Regions from separate parts of the Bicyclus anynana genome. Here region 1 is linked to region 2. Evidence: chromatin contacts called from public Hi-C data. All regions are on one chromosome and are shown on one strand. The core of a region is the stretch at or near the end of the contact, and the rest is flanking DNA. Distances in the headings are between cores, read along the strand shown.

Evidence for each region. A called contact is a pair of places that touch in the nucleus more often than the background predicts.
Region 1: a Hi-C map of whole body shows a contact between it and region 2, with 2.7 times the contacts expected there. The contact joins the enhancer-like site here to the promoter of LOC112046039 in region 2. A contact is called at or near these places in 2 of 2 Hi-C or Micro-C datasets (whole body and whole larva).

The regions. Positions count from the first base shown.
Region 1 is chr6:12,679,666-12,682,857 of ilBicAnyn1.1, reverse strand. LOC112054501 (G1/S-specific cyclin-D3) reads right to left here. Exons shown (of 5, transcript XM_024094303.2): 3 at 2,934-3,096. Among protein-coding and RNA genes, the nearest start is that of LOC112054501, 25 kb to the right of the region's middle. Within about 2 kb of position 1,572, at least 8 of the 8 cell types and tissues checked have open chromatin away from gene starts, as enhancers often do.
Region 2 is chr6:12,577,823-12,580,894 of ilBicAnyn1.1, reverse strand. LOC112046039 (splicing factor YJU2) reads right to left here and starts at 1,772. Exons shown (of 5, transcript XM_052882083.1): 1 at 1,610-1,772; 2 at 1,302-1,514; 3 at 672-846. The coding sequence starts at 1,633. It overlaps LOC112046046 (forkhead-associated domain-containing protein 1-like), which reads right to left. Exons shown (of 16, transcript XM_052882160.1): 16 at 2,545-2,672. The coding sequence ends at 2,648.

The sequences.
Region 1 (3,192 bases), core at 323-2,822, 100 kb before region 2:
GCTGGCTCAAAGGATCAGCCTGGCTGTCCAGCGCGGAAATGCAACCAGTATCCTTGCCACCTATTTAAGATAAGTTAGCTTAAGTTCCTTATTGTATTCTTTCTCAATAAAAAAAAAGTTAGGAACATCGCCGAAGGTTGCCTATCGGTTTACTATATTTATTTCGAAGAAAAGGTAAACTCAGGAACTATAGAAGTTAATCTTTCGGTCTGTTATCATAGGACCAACAGGCATCGTAGCGATCTGCATTTTCAATATGCAATATCCCTTAACTGTGTAAAAAGCAATACCCAGTTTTCGATTCTAACTTCTAAGATATAAAGTGTCCTTCTAGAGTTCATTTTTTCGATATCCTGAGGCATGTACTGCACTGAAGACTTTTTCGATTGCCAGCGAGCCAAATTGCAACCAGGCTCTAGCTTAAATGTAGTTTCGTAGCCACTCAATAATTCAGCGATCGTACCGGGTATCAATATGCTCGTATATATTTAAAAGCCGCAGTCGTAAAGCGCGACATATGCGCCCATGGGCGATGACATAATCGCCGTATTATCCTTGAACATGAAGTGTGGGCAATAGACGGCCGGTGCGGGCGGGCGCCGCAGTCTATTCGCAAGGTGAACGCTCTCGCGAGGCCGCGATAGTGAGTACGTAACTTCGTACTGCCCGCCGGAACAAATAGGTGTTCTACACTTCTGCCGCACCTACCTTTCTAGTCGCCTGCACTCGCACTCTATCCGCTCTGAAAACTCCCGACAGAGATAAGATATCCGTCGGTAATTGACGCCATTCTATCTTCGTTCGTTGGTATGTGAACGCATTCCTACATTTAATTAACCCTAGGCTGAATTAGCTATTAAAATTGAGATATCAATCATACTGCAGCGTAAATGGAACGACCCCTAAAGCGTATGCCCATTTTGAAAGGGACCATTACGATTTTATTAAACCTTGCATGTTTTATTTCGCTTCAGTAAATTGTGCCATTCAAATAATGATACATAATGTGGGCTCGTTCGATAGCGCGAACTGTGCTCGCGAGCGAAACCCCTTTGAGGCGGCGGCCACTTACGTGCCCCCAAGGACGCATACCTTCTAACCAATTATCCTATACATTATTTGCGAAAATTGGGATCCGCAAGTACTATTTTTGCAATAAATCCTGCTCATCAATTTGTGCCGACGCTATAACTACATACAAATTAACAATTTCTCGTATCATTTCAGCAACTGGTCTGGTCTTCAATTCGAAGTTAAAATGTCAGACTTAATTGTATAGTAGTAAATGGGTACTTATTATAATAATAGTAGGTATTATTCAACAAAACACACACAATAAACAATCATACAGTAGAGACACGAGATAAAATTAGTCTCCGCGGTAAGTACGAGATGATATCTGTGGAGCAAGTGAAATAAAAGAAGCTGTAGCGTGAACTTCACCGCCAAAAAAACAACACGACAGCGGCGGGGAACAACAAAAACCGTTGCACAAAAACATATGATCCCATGAGGGATACGGGGGAGCGGGGCGCGCGGGGGAGTCCCGAGGCGTGCTGGAATGCGCTCGGGCGAGCGGCGTGGGAGGCGCCGCCGCCGGCGCACCACACACGCGCCCTCGCTCTACCCTCTCTGTAAACAAACCTATACACATCCCGACTGGCCCTGCGCCCACTTTCGATATCTCCCTTGGAAAGGAATTTATTACAAGCGATCTGTATGTGGTGGGTACTAGTCATCCTAACGTCTAAAAGACGTAAGTGTCCCTTTGAAATCTAACTTTGGTAGGTAACTTCTTTCCTGGAGCTTTCAAAGGTTAGAAAGCGGATGCGGACCCAAGGTTACACAATACAAAGGTATACAAAGCTACCCAAGTAGTATTCTAGTCTTGCTTTCAGAACTGTATAGAATATTCGAGAATGAATGGACCATCATTCACCCTTAGAAACTGCGCACTAGTAGACGTGTCGAGGTTCACTGACTCTTGACACGGCATGCATATTCGAAGCGACTGGTGCGACAGAGTCGTGACATGACGTGGTACTGAGATGCTAATTGTCTGTCTGTGTCTACCACCGCAACAAAACGCCCCGAACATTGTTTGAATGGAGAGATGAATGATTGAGAGCTGAATATTAATTTTCAAACAAAGAAATAAAACAGAGTCTCCAAATTCACGAATAAAATCAAATATTAATATTAATTCTCAAACCATTACTAATAGACATAAATAACATTGGGATACTTGGAATTCATTAAGTAAAGGTTGAGTTTTATAGCCAATTTTATGATTTGATAGATAAAACGAGAATGACCTCTGTACGTAGACGCATATAATTTAAGACGATGACACACATAATAAACCTTCTACTCTACACCCTACATATAAAGTACATATTATTATCTAGTGCTTGAAAGTACATTCTAAGTTATAGACGATTGAATTATCATAAACATCAATAGGTACAATATAATGATAACGATATGATTCGTGAAAATACTACGATATTGTGAAAGTACCTTTCTAAAGCAGAATAATTTTCTATAAATAGTAAAAATACAGTATTCAGCCCAGCATACTTGCACTCCTACAATATGCTGCCAAGGACAAACTACAGTCAAATGGCAGTGGCGTAACAATAAGAAGACAACCCAGATAAAATGAAGGCCGGTTTAAAATCCGATTGGTCAAGGTTTGATCCCTACTCCGCAGACAATTATTGACGTACTCGAGAGCACAAACTTCTTGTAATAGGTCAAAGGAGGCTTGTAAAAAGTCTCCCAAGGTCAGGATCACAAGCAATTTCAGGAGCAACTTCTACTTTACACTTATTTCTTTCTTAACCTTAAAGGAGAGGCCTATCTGACGTATTTGCTACGAACTTCAAAATGATCATTTTGACACTGTTAAGTGTGCTCAATGAAGTTCTTACCTCTAGCAGCAAGGGAGATGAAAGTCTGCGCGTGCCGATGAATCATCTCCGTGTTAACACGGCCCCTGAGCGGCAGGCGTGACATCAGAAGAGGCAGGAAGTCGTGCGCCGTCACGCCCGCCACGTCCCACTTCAGCTTCGACAGCACTAGCAACTCCCAGCTCTGTTGACAATACATCTCTATTAACATCGTGTTGGCCGACCCCCCACCAGGTGGACTGACGACATCAAGCGAGTCGCAGGGATTCGCTGGATGCAG
Region 2 (3,072 bases), core at 523-3,022:
TCCTCACAATGTTTTCCTTCACCAATTGAGACACGTAATATTTAATTTCTTAAAATGCACACAACGGAAAAGTTGGAGGTGCATGCCTTGGACCAGATTCGAACCCACACCCTCCGGAATCAGAGGCAGAGGTCATATCACATATTATGATAATATTTTGCAATATTCTCACAACTAATATTATAACATTTGATTTTGTTATGAATAGGTACTAATATTATAACATTTGATTTTGTTATGAATAGGTACTAATAACTACAGGGCCTATTTTAAAGTCTTTCATTAATTGAATGCTGCATTATCAGCGTGTGCAAAGTGAGTCCTGAACTTCTGACCAACAGGTGTAGGGTTAAAATTATCCTAGACAGCTAACCCTCCCCTTCTCCACTTGTGTTGTTCTCCCTGCCTATCCAAATATTTGGTAAGATCTTACTAGAGCAGCTTTGGATACCCATTCTAAGACAGAACGTTTGTTTGGAAAAAAGTTAATGCCTGGTTTAAATAGCTTTGTATATAATTTTAAGTGCTCTATAATGACAGTGTGAGTAAAGACCTATCCAGGGGCATCTTAATAAATAAATCGGCTAAAGTATCTCTGTATACCCACAGAAACAGGAGTTAAGACAGTGAAACTGTGGAGGGATCTGCTAGTATAATAGTAAAGTGAGCACCTAATAATTTCATAGGGTTGTTTGCCTCTTCCTCTTTTTGTTCTTCTTCTTCCCTTTTAGCCTGTTCCTCTGCCAACTTTAATGCCATAAAATTTCTAGTAGCACCTGCCTCAATTTCATAATCTGTATTCTTCGGATCTGTCTTAAAAGATATTTCTTGCAGACAGCGAGTGCACTGAAATGATAAAAGTGTTTCATTGTTTAAAAAAAGAAGTAATTTTTTTAGAACATAATCAAGAATTCTAACCAAGGTGAGTGGTTAAGACTTCTAAACTTGTGATCTAAAACCACGTAGACTAATCACTAGATTAACAAGACAGTTACTTTTTCATTGAAAACCCATGTTCGGCTCTGTTGAGAAGGAGTCTCCTCTCAGAATGAGAGAGGTTAGGCCAATAGTCCACCACCCTGGCCCGATGGGGATTGGTAGACTTCACACATGTAGAGAATTAAGAAAATTCTCTGTTTCTCCTTTACATGATATCTAATTTCTTAAAGTGCACCTAACTGAAAATTTAGAGGTGCTTGCCCCAGACCGGATTTAACACTAAGCTCTCCGAATCGCAGGCAGAGGTACTAGGTATAGGCATATCCACTGGGCAATCACGGCTATAAAAACCAGTAACTTACTTTTATGTAAAATCTGTATATTCTTATGCCCAGGTAATCTTCATTCTCGACATCTTCTTTTCGTGCATTAAACTTCTTCCCCTTATAAATATATTCGCCACAAGTTGCACATCGCATGTTAAATGGGGCCATCAAACGTACTGTGTATTGACGATTTTTCGCCAATTTCATACGAGGAATTTTCGAAGGATCGAAATCCGGAGGATAGTATTTCTAAAACCGAAGAATGCGATAAGGTTATAATTACATATTTAAAATTCATATTCCAAGCATTCAATGAATGTTTGGAAAAAAGTATGAATACTCACGTTTAAAACTTTTCTTTCCGACATTTTGCTATAATATTATCTTTTACAAAATAAACAACAATATTTTAAATTAGAAAACACTCAAACTTTGTACTTTCTTGGTTTCTTTGTAAGGTATTTTAATTTTTATCACAGACTATCCGTCATCTGTCACCACATCAAATCTGTCACTGTCACTTGCCTGACATTTTTAGCTTTATTCTTTCCCTTAAGGAAAAGGCAAAAGTATTACACCGTACATCCATGACTTCAAGGCATTCCTCCGGTCCACCAGCATAAAAAACAAAACTTTTCAAAACTCACTATAATCACTGCTGGATATTTTTATCTTACAAGTTGTAATGCTATATTATTATTATACATTTTACACATCAAAAACGAAGTTTTAAGTAAGTTTATTTACTTTAACTTTTGTGTGCCTTTTGTATGGACCGTACATGCAGTCTATGTACCGTAGGTATAATATAATGTCGTTGATTATAACAGCCATTACACATTACTATTCAGACCAATTATAGAAGGACCTGTATCACACTCATAGTCACAAAAAAAAATGTCTGTCATTTTCTGAGGAAAACGAGCTTAGATTTGTTATATATCTTATAATAAACTAGAAGTTTTTGTACGTTTTAACACCATTAAACTACACAAAAAGGTATTTTTACGGAGCTCTTTAACCGACGAACACGATTACAACTATTTAACATCGATTCAATAAAGACAGCTTTTATAATAGCATTAGATCGTTGATCATATACTTTGACAGAAAAGTAACATCTAGTGAGGCAGGTCCTATACAATGGTTGGTCTGAGCATAATGATGATGATGATAATTTACGATTTCGTTTTTACATAACATATATTCAGGCAATCCGTAATTTTTATACCATAAAAATAAAATTAAACATTTAAATAGTAAGAAAAAAAATAATCTAGGCAGCTTATTTATTTTAATTAAACTTTCTAAATATCGTTCCAAAATACAAAACTCCCACTGGTACTGGCACAATTTTTCTTCCAGAAAATACACAGGGATCATCACCAACTAAAAAAAGATGACTTTCTGTAACAAGAAAATATACTTAATCAAGAACTATCTATCAGCGACTCGAGTCTGCATATTTTATTTTATTTGCCCGGAATTTCCCTCATTGTAAGGGCTGTTGTCAAAAGTACGGCAATAGCCAAGCGGGCGAAAATTGAACCATAGCCAGCATAGCCTCTCCGTGTTGAGTCTGGTCCCACTGAAAATTCATTCAACAGCAAGAACAATTCCGGGGAAATGTTCCATAATAGTACAGAACACATAAGTAGTGGTAATAGTAATGGGCATAGTGCATTAAATGTCGACGGTAGAAAGTAAAAATTGTTTAATTTTTATATTTCACCTTTGCTACAGTTAGCATTGGAATGTTCACTATTTTAAAATGTTAGCTTTCTGTATTCTCCGTTGAAAATAAAAA